Regions from separate parts of the Capra hircus genome. Here region 2 is linked to region 1. The links are chromatin contacts, called in public Hi-C maps. All regions are on one chromosome and are shown on one strand. The core of a region is the stretch at or near the end of the contact, and the rest is flanking DNA. Distances in the headings are between cores, read along the strand shown. Region 1 has its middle 14 kb from the start of C1QTNF4. Region 2 overlaps CELF1 (CUGBP Elav-like family member 1).

Region 1 (4,263 bases), core at 728-3,227:
AGTTAAACCTGAGCTTCACTTTTCCATCAATAAAATGGGACTGTTTCTTGTTTATATGGCTGTTTCATGGGTTGAAGCTAATGGATCTATGGGCAGATCATGCAGCAGGCCGCCAGCAAATGCTCTACCGTTAGGTGGTAAGGAGGGCTTCCCTGACGGCTTCCCCCAGTGGTGAAGAACCTACCTGCCAATGCAGGAGACACAGGTTCAATCCCTGTGTTGGGAAGATCCCCTGGAGGAGGAGATGGCAACCCTCTCCAGTATTCTTGCCTGGAGAATCCCACGGACAGAGGAGCCTGGCGGGCTACAGCCCACGGATTCACAGAAGAGTCGAACCCAACTTGGTGACTGAACCACCAGCACCATCTTACACCATCTTGACAGCTTTACTCTGTATGGCTGTCTGTAGGGGCACCTCTTTGCAGGCGACACCTCTTAACCACCATGGTTTCCAAGTTGATCATGGCCTTGACCAAGGAGAGTGCAGAAACTTTTGGGAAAAGATGAAAGATGAGGAGGTGGACAGGAATTTGAAAGCTCAAATGGTGGAGGAGATGGAATTAGCCGTTTTAAAAAACATTTGCCACTGCAGAACTCTACACCCACTTTCTATTTATAAATATCCCAGTCTCCCGGCTTTGCTCCTCCTGCACAAGACTCCAGCGGAAAGGAACAGATACAAAGAGCAGCTGCGAGCCAGGGACAGATGCGCAGAGCAGAAGAGGCTGGAGGAGAGCCGCCTGCCCGACGTGGGTCAGGTGCATGAATTCAAGGATTCTGGGGCAGGACGTCTCACGAAACTTAAGTCAGAAAGTACTTTGTCCCTTGCCAAACGCCTGTTCCGGCAGAGGAAAGGTGCAGCCATCCTCCATAACCGGACCACGCCACGGAGCCCCAGCTTTACTGCCTACCGTCCTGCGCTGGTGGCGGGAAGACAAGATTGAAGGCTGCCGCGACAGCTGAGCAGGGATGACGCGCTGAGGCGGTGGGGACAAAGGGAGGATGACAAACTCAAGAGGCACTTCTGGGAATCCAGCCCTGACTTCTGAGAAGAGGGAGGGGTAGACAGGACTCGAGTCACCTCCGGGCTTTCAGCGTGGCAAACAGGGTGATCAGCAAGCGTGGAGTAAGGCACCAGCGCAGGCTCGGGAGGTGGGCTGAGATGTCACCGAATCTCAAGATAGCGAACAAACGTTTATTGAGGACTGTGTGCTAGGGACTGTCCTGGGTGCTTGCGATAGCGCAGAAAAACAGCGCTGAAGAAATGCGAGGACTGTCAATGGAGGTGCAATTCCACTTTCCCTCACGGCCTTCCCTCGTTCTGTGACTTTGCCTGCGTTATCTGGACTGGTACCTTCTAGTCCTTAAATAATCACAACAGCTACCACATTCCAGATAGTTACTATGACATTGGATTCGAATTTACGCTCCAGTAAGAGGAGTATTACCCTCATTTCAGAGATGAGGAGCCTGAAGCTGAATACAATCAAATCACTAGTCCCAGGTCACAGGGCTGCCAAGTGACAGAGGGGGGAATTGCTGCCCTCCCGCCAATCTGCCCTTAGAGAACCAGCTCAAAGTCCACTCCTCCATGAAGTCTTCCCGGAGTCCCCCCAGCTGGATGTGAGCTCTTCCTCTTGTGGATCCCAGGGAGCTTGGTTTCAACTGGCATCACTGCAAGTATACCAGGGCTTGCTACTTTTTCTTTGGCCTCAAAGAAAAAAGCTGCAGTGTGGGGCCTTAGTTCCCTGACCAGGGACCAAACCCACGCCCCCTGCACTGGCAGCGTGGAGTTTTAACCACTGGACTGGCAGGGAACTCCCAGGCCCTGGTTTTTCACACGTGGTTCCATTTAATCCTCCCAACTTCCCTAGTTCTGATGCTCTCGTCAGACTCCGTCCTCTCCTCAGTGCACAGGAAGGCCCAGGGGGCCGTGGAGATGTAGGGCCTTCCCCACGGCCCCTGCGCAGGGCTTCGCGCGCTGAGTGGCTGCGGTTGTGTGTATAAACTCTCAGTGTGGTCCCCTCGGCAGCAAGGGTCTGCGATGCTGGACTGCAGGAGGTGGGGAGCTGTCTGACGTGAGGCGCGGCTCTGTCGTTTCGTTTTCACCCTCCTTTTTCGCTTCCAGCCAGAGGACACACTCACCAGTCTCTGGGGTGCCAGCAGGGCAGGGCTGCAGACAGGATGGAAAGTCGGTAGGCACACTTCTGCTGCTTGTCCTTATCTCACCTCTGGCTCTGCATACTACTCAGTTTGGAAATAAAAACCGCAAAGCCTAATAGATTTTTCCGTGGAAATGTGGCATTACCAGGGAACAGTCCATTCTTCTGGCTGCCTGAGGGAGGCAAAAATTAGTGCTAGAAAAGGTTCTCTCACCCCAGGTGGCTTCTTGGATTTGGGACGGGGTGGGTTTATTTCATTACTTACTCTCCCTCGGGTAGCTGGCGAGTCTTCAAAAACTCCTCCAGGTCACATTTTTGTTTCTCTCCCTTTTCCAAAGCACTGTCCTTCAGCCATTTTTGGTGTGTGGTACTAATCTGAATCTACTTGGAAACATTCTTTTTGGGGTGGTAGTAAGTTGGTTCCAGAACAACTGTGGTTTTTAATACAAGATCTAACTGATCCCAGACAGGAGACTGGGGCCCCGGCTGCAGAGGAATCCACTTGTAAGAGCAAAAGGCAAGTGGGCTTTTCAACATTTCCTCTCACGACAGTGTGTCTGGAAGACCTGCCTCCCCAAGACAGCGTGGGAAGGCAGCGAACAGAGGAAGCTGACTCATATGGACAAAATTGGTTGGAAGGGAAAACAGTTGCTTTAGAAAACTAATTGCTGCTACTAGCCAAGATATTCTTCTGCAATTGTCGGGGGGGCGGGCATTGGTGGCAAAAGGACCTTTCATTTGCAACTTCCTCTCTAGGACAAAAATCAAGAGTTCAAGATTCTGATTCTCTCAAGTCTGATGAGACAATAAAATGAGGGATCAACAGAGGGAGAAAAAATGAGATATCACATGTGACATCCTTAACCCTAAAAAAAAAAAAAAAAAAAACCTTCAGATGAGATAAAGACACACATCTTTGTCTACTTTTAAAAACAAACTCCAGAGGAATTCCCTGGCAGTCCGGTGATCAGAACTCTGTGTTCTCACTGCTGAGGTACAGGTTTGATCCTTGGTTGGGGAACTAAGATCCCAGAGCTGCATGGCTCCACCAAAACTAAAAAGAAAAACAAACAAAAAAACCACCCCAGAAGTCCAAAGATACAAATTACTATGGCACCTAGGGAGGCAGCATGAATGAACCCATCCAATAGGCAAGTATGTTTCGGAAGAATCCACTGAGGGAATTCCTTGGTGGTCCGGTGGTTATGAGTCCATGCTTTCACTGCTGAGAGTCCAGGTTTCACCTCTAGTTACAGAACTAAGATCTCATGAGCCGAGGCAAAGAAAGAGAATCCAGTGAGCTGACATGTAAATAAATCACTTTCAAAAACCGTTAGCCTTCAGATGGAGTAGGGAGTTCCAAGACACTGGACTGATGAGCCCATAGGAATAAAGCCTTCCCATACAGCAAGTGTCCGAGCTGTATAAACCCCAGTAGCCTAGGAAAGCAACGGTGATCATTTCTATCTTCAGTTGCTTCACCTACTTATCATCCTGCAGAGGCAAAACAACAGGTCTCTTCTGATCAAAGACTGTTTTACCCTATTCTACAGAAGGCTCTTTTCTTTGGTTCACTGATTTGACTAAGAGGGAGGGCACTTGTCCTCAGATGGATGAACCCCTTACCATTCGGCTGACTGGCTACTTTCTCTCGGCATTTCATTGCTCCTAGGGAGCAGCAAACATGCCTTGGAATGTGACTCAGGTTTGAACTTGGCTCTGAAACATACTAGCTATATAATTCTGAATGAGTTACTTGGGTCTCATTTTCTTTATTTCTCAAGTGGAGATACCTACTGTACCAAAAGCTTACATGACAGGCGGGACAGTCACGACCATTGTTCTCCTCACTTCCCTTGTCTGCCATGCACGGCACCTTAAACTGACCAACTTCACGCACTTACTTCACCAGCTACACTTTTCCTACAAAGCCCAGGGAGGCTGCTGTTTCCGTGGGCCTGTTTTAAAGGGATCAATATAATTTTTTCCCACAGATTTTCAGATCAGAGAGAAGTGATGCTACTGCTATGTGAGCCCTGAACTCAGTGTGGGATGCAGCTTCTCTTCTGTCAGCTTAGTTGGCAATATCATTACAAGCCTT
Region 2 (4,263 bases), core at 849-3,348, 120 kb before region 1:
AACACAAGGTAAAGATGAGCTTAAGTGGCAACAGGTGATGGAGGAGATCAGAGTCCCTTGGACTGCAAGGAGATCCAACCAGTCCTAAAGGAGATCAGTCCTGGGTGTTTACTGGAAGGACTGATGCTGAAGCTGAAACTCTAATCCTTTGGCCACCATATGTGAAGAGTTGACTCATTGGAAAAGACCCTGATGCTGGGAAAGATTGAGGGGAGGAGGAGAAGGGGACAACAGAGGATGAGACGGCTGGATGGCATCACTGACTCGATGGACACGGTTTTGGGTGAACTCCGGGAGTTGGTGATGGACAGGCAGGCCTGGCATGCTGCGGCTGATGGGGTCGCAAAGAGTCGGACATGACTGAGTGACTGAACTGATCTAAAGAAAGAACTGTGTGGCAGGAATGACGTTTAGGAAGCACCCCAGTATTCAAGGGAAGTGGCACCTCGCAGGGGCATGCTGACCAACAATTTGGAGACTGAGTTACTAGTGAATCCCTTAAAGTGACTGAGAGTCACTTTGAAGACAAAGCTGAGATAAATGCACCACTGAGGGAGTCAGAGGGATGTAGGGTCCCTCCCCTTGAGCCTAGAGGACAGCACGCTGATCACACGTGATGAGTCTGCACAGGTAAGCACAGCAGACTCAGTCGCTTCTACGGAGTTACTTCTCTAGGATGAGGGCCTGCAAGTCAGGCAGACCTGGTTTGACTCTTCGGTGCACACCACTTCCCAAGAGCAACTCAGTGTCTCCTTTTTTTCAGTTCCTAGTTCTATTTCTAAAATGTGCACAGGACAAAAAGACTCAAAGGAGTGTGGCAGTACTTTGGACACAGGGGGATGGGGTGGTTGGGAAAGGCAGTCTTGCTGGGTGGCTGCGGTCACTTCCACCTTCAGGCTCCAAGACCTTCGCAGAGATCCACCGGCGTTGCAACGCTGGGACAGAGCGTCCGTGGGAAGATTTCCCCACTTTCGGGGGAAAACAAGTGGAAGCTACTAGCTGTGAATTTTGTAGCCTGGATCTGGATTTGCTGATCTTCATACCAAGACACTCACGACCTGAAATATAATCCAAGAGGGAACTCCCGGTGGTCCAGCGGTTAGGACTCTGTGCTTTCACCACTGAGGGCCTGGGCTTCAATTTCTGGTTGGGGAAGTAAGATTCCAAAAGCTGTGCGGCATGGCTGGGGCCGGGTGGGGAATTCAGGAGACAAGATATGAAGGGGAGCATTTTAAGAGGTGCAATCTCTTTGAAAAAAGGATCAAACTCTTGAACTCAACATACTAGATGTTTGTAAATAAACTTGACTTATCTTTTTTGCAGAGGGCAAGATTAATGCTCCCCTCACCCCGATACTATTTCTTTTTCTTAAGTATTTTTCTTATTTTTATTTATCCTGGGGGCCATGCCATGTGGCGCGCAGGATCAACCCCATGCCCCCTGCAGTGGAGGCATGGAGTCTTAACCGGTGGATCACCAGAGAGGCCCACAACCCAATTTCTTTTAACTTCAGTTTGCTCATCTGCCTGGTGGGGATGGGAACAGTAGGCCCCCCAGGGGTTATAAAGATGAGAGCGTTTAGTGCGTCCAGTGTTCCCCGCAGCATTAGGACGGTGGTCAGTGAACACAAGCTGGGACAATGACTGCATAAACACTTGCTGGACTAGCACCCAGTACAACCCACTGTGGCAAACACTACTCCATACCCACCCCACACGGAGCCAGCCTGATGAGAAGGCTGAGGCCTGGCCCACCTACTGGCCAGAGCCGCTTGCAGGCCCCTGCACAGGCGCCAGCTTCACGAGGATGGGCCTCCCAGGGGAGTGATGCTGACCGCGGTAGGAAGGGGCAAGACAAGCTCATGCCTCAGCCAGGGGGCGAGCTTCCCGGCCCAGGGGCTGACTGCATCCACAGTCCACAGAGGCAGGAGGGGAAGCCTCGGTATGGGCCTCACTTGGAAAGTGATCTAGAATTACTGAGAGGTAAACCCAAGAAACCCTAGAAATGTGACCTTGTCCTGAGGTCAGGAAAGAGGGGAAAAGGAGCCCACGCACTTTGGTCTGGAGCGAGAAGGCCCGACGCGGCACCTCGGTGCTCGCTGGCTGCCTCCCTGGGGGCAGGAACCCCGCAGCCAAGGAAGGGACTTGCACTCACAGGTCTGGGCCAGTCCTGCAGGGTGGCGTCCACTACTGGCGATGGAAGAAGCACAGAAATGAAGGCTGCCAAAAAGCTGTGTAAGGGCCTCCTGGTTAGTGGGTCCGTTGAGAAGAATGCAGGATCCACACAGAAGGCACTTTTCTGAAAGAAATCCTGTTCTTTCAGGAGTCTGGGGTGGTCCCACTGGATACTAACAGGCACATCAAAGTGAAACCACACTAGAGTGCCCACCCCTTCCTCAGGAAGGCCAATCTGCCCCAAAGGCCACACCTGCCCCAGCAATCAGTAACACAGAAGACAACGGCAGCTCTTCTCAAACAGTTTAATAGCAAATAAACAAAGGAAGGTACCACACTTGGCAGATACAAAATGACTTTTTGTCCGTGTGTCTGTGCAATTAAAACAGATTTTAGGTTCCCCATTGGGACAAAAGGAAAAACACACAAAAAAGGAAGATTTCCTTTTAAACACATACTCCCTTGCTCCAAACTTGTAACAATTTTTTTTTTCTTTTTTAATCCACTACACAAACTCTGTGATCAGGTCAGAAAAGCTACAGGGGCTCTTCTTGCCTTTTTTTTTTTTTTTTTAAACCATTAAAGTAAAATCCATAATTTTCTACATAGTACAACACAAGTTCACACAAAAAAGACATTTTCTTTTGCAAATCAAAACAGGAAAGAAAGGAAAAGCTCAAACAAGGTAAAGAAAAAGCATTTCTACGGCTGAATCACGACTTTGAGTTGATTGAATCCCGTTGTTGCTGCAGAACAGACTGTGCGTTTGGTCATAGTGGCAATTTTTTCTCTTCACATTGTGAAATCACTTTACATTGTTTTCTAGTAGAAAAGGCAAAAAACTGTACAAAACCCCTAGTGTTAAATACAACGTTTGTACCAATAAAAAACTCACACAGGTTTGTCTCCAAAATGTAAAGTTTCTTTTTTTTTTTCTTTTTAAATTATTCACAAAAAGCAGCTGGAAATCAGAAAGGCAGCTGCCGCTCCAGGGTCTCAAATCCATTAAAACCACCACAAAACAATTAAAACAATCAGAGAGAGAAAAAGGAAAAGGAAACAACGTCCAACATTTGGCATTTGGTTTTATCCACAGGTTTTCCCAGAGCTCCTCTTGGAATTGAAAGCAAAATATATTGGCAAACATGGGTTCTGAATACACAGGAAGGGGAGCCTCGGCGCCTTCTGCCCACAGAGGCCGCTCTGTGCAGTCAGACTGTGGGGTGCGCGGCGGTCTCGCTCAGGCTGGGGTTCCTGGCCTCCTTCCATCCACTCACCCCTCTGAAGAAATGAAGCAGCCTACCATCCACTGGGCCTCCACCTGGCCACCCTCTCCTCTGGGTAAGGGGCCCCCGAGCTAACACTAGGCTGCCTGCCCGGTCCCGGGGCAGAGACGCTGCCGAGACCCTCACCTGCAGCGAGGAGGACCCGGACAGCGTTCTACCTTCCCCGCCCCTCCCTGGACAGCCCTGCTTCCCAGCTCGCTCACTCACCCACCAGCCCACCAGCCCACCAGCCGCTCAGGCCTGGGTGGAAGCTATCCCAAACGCCGCCCTGCAACCTCTGACCTCCACAGACCCACCCTGCGACCTCACGTCTCCTCTGGCCTCACCCTTTACCATGCACACTCTCACTCAAGTCCCTGCAGACCCTGAGGCTGGATGGTGCCCCAAGAGAGGAGGGCAGGCTCCCCTCAGGGAACCAAGGACCGGGGCTTGCCTGGCACCCGGGGACAGTAGCTATCTGGCTCTTCACCCAGTTAAAAAAAAATAAACACAAAAAACCCGCCCCGACCCCCACCCCAACAGCTAAGCAAGAGCAGAGCTGCAGTGAAGAGCCAGAGTGGGGTGGCGGGGGCCGGGGGCTGCACAGCACGCTGGCAGGGGCACTGGCGCCTGGTGCAGGCACGGCCCCCTCTGAGAGGCTCAGGGCACTCTCCGCCTCCGGGGGCGAGGGAAGCCCGGGGCCCCTAGCGCGCTCAGCCTCCTGCTGCCCACAGCCGCCCCGGGGTGCTCTCTCTGCTCCTGTGCCTCTCTGGACCCCCTTCCCACCCATCTCTGAGCAGAGCAGCCGGCCCCGGAGGCCCCCC

What was found. Hi-C and Micro-C count contacts between places; a contact is called where the count stands out from the background.
Region 2: a Hi-C map of blood shows a contact between it and region 1, with 5 times the contacts expected there. The contact joins two enhancer-like sites. A contact is called at or near these places in 2 of 5 Hi-C or Micro-C datasets (both in blood).

What each region holds. Positions count from the first base shown.
Region 1 is chr15:5,575,720-5,579,982 of ARS1.2, reverse strand. No RefSeq gene overlaps it. Among named protein-coding and RNA genes, the nearest start is that of C1QTNF4, 14 kb to the left of the region's middle. Within about 2 kb of position 1,977, at least 1 of the 5 cell types and tissues checked has an H3K27ac peak or open chromatin away from gene starts, as enhancers often do.
Region 2 is chr15:5,698,121-5,702,383 of ARS1.2, reverse strand. It overlaps CELF1 (CUGBP Elav-like family member 1), which reads right to left. Exons shown (of 15, transcript XM_018059102.1): 15 at 2,466-4,263. Among named protein-coding and RNA genes, the nearest start is that of RAPSN, 12 kb to the left of the region's middle. Within about 2 kb of position 2,098, at least 1 of the 5 cell types and tissues checked has an H3K27ac peak or open chromatin away from gene starts, as enhancers often do.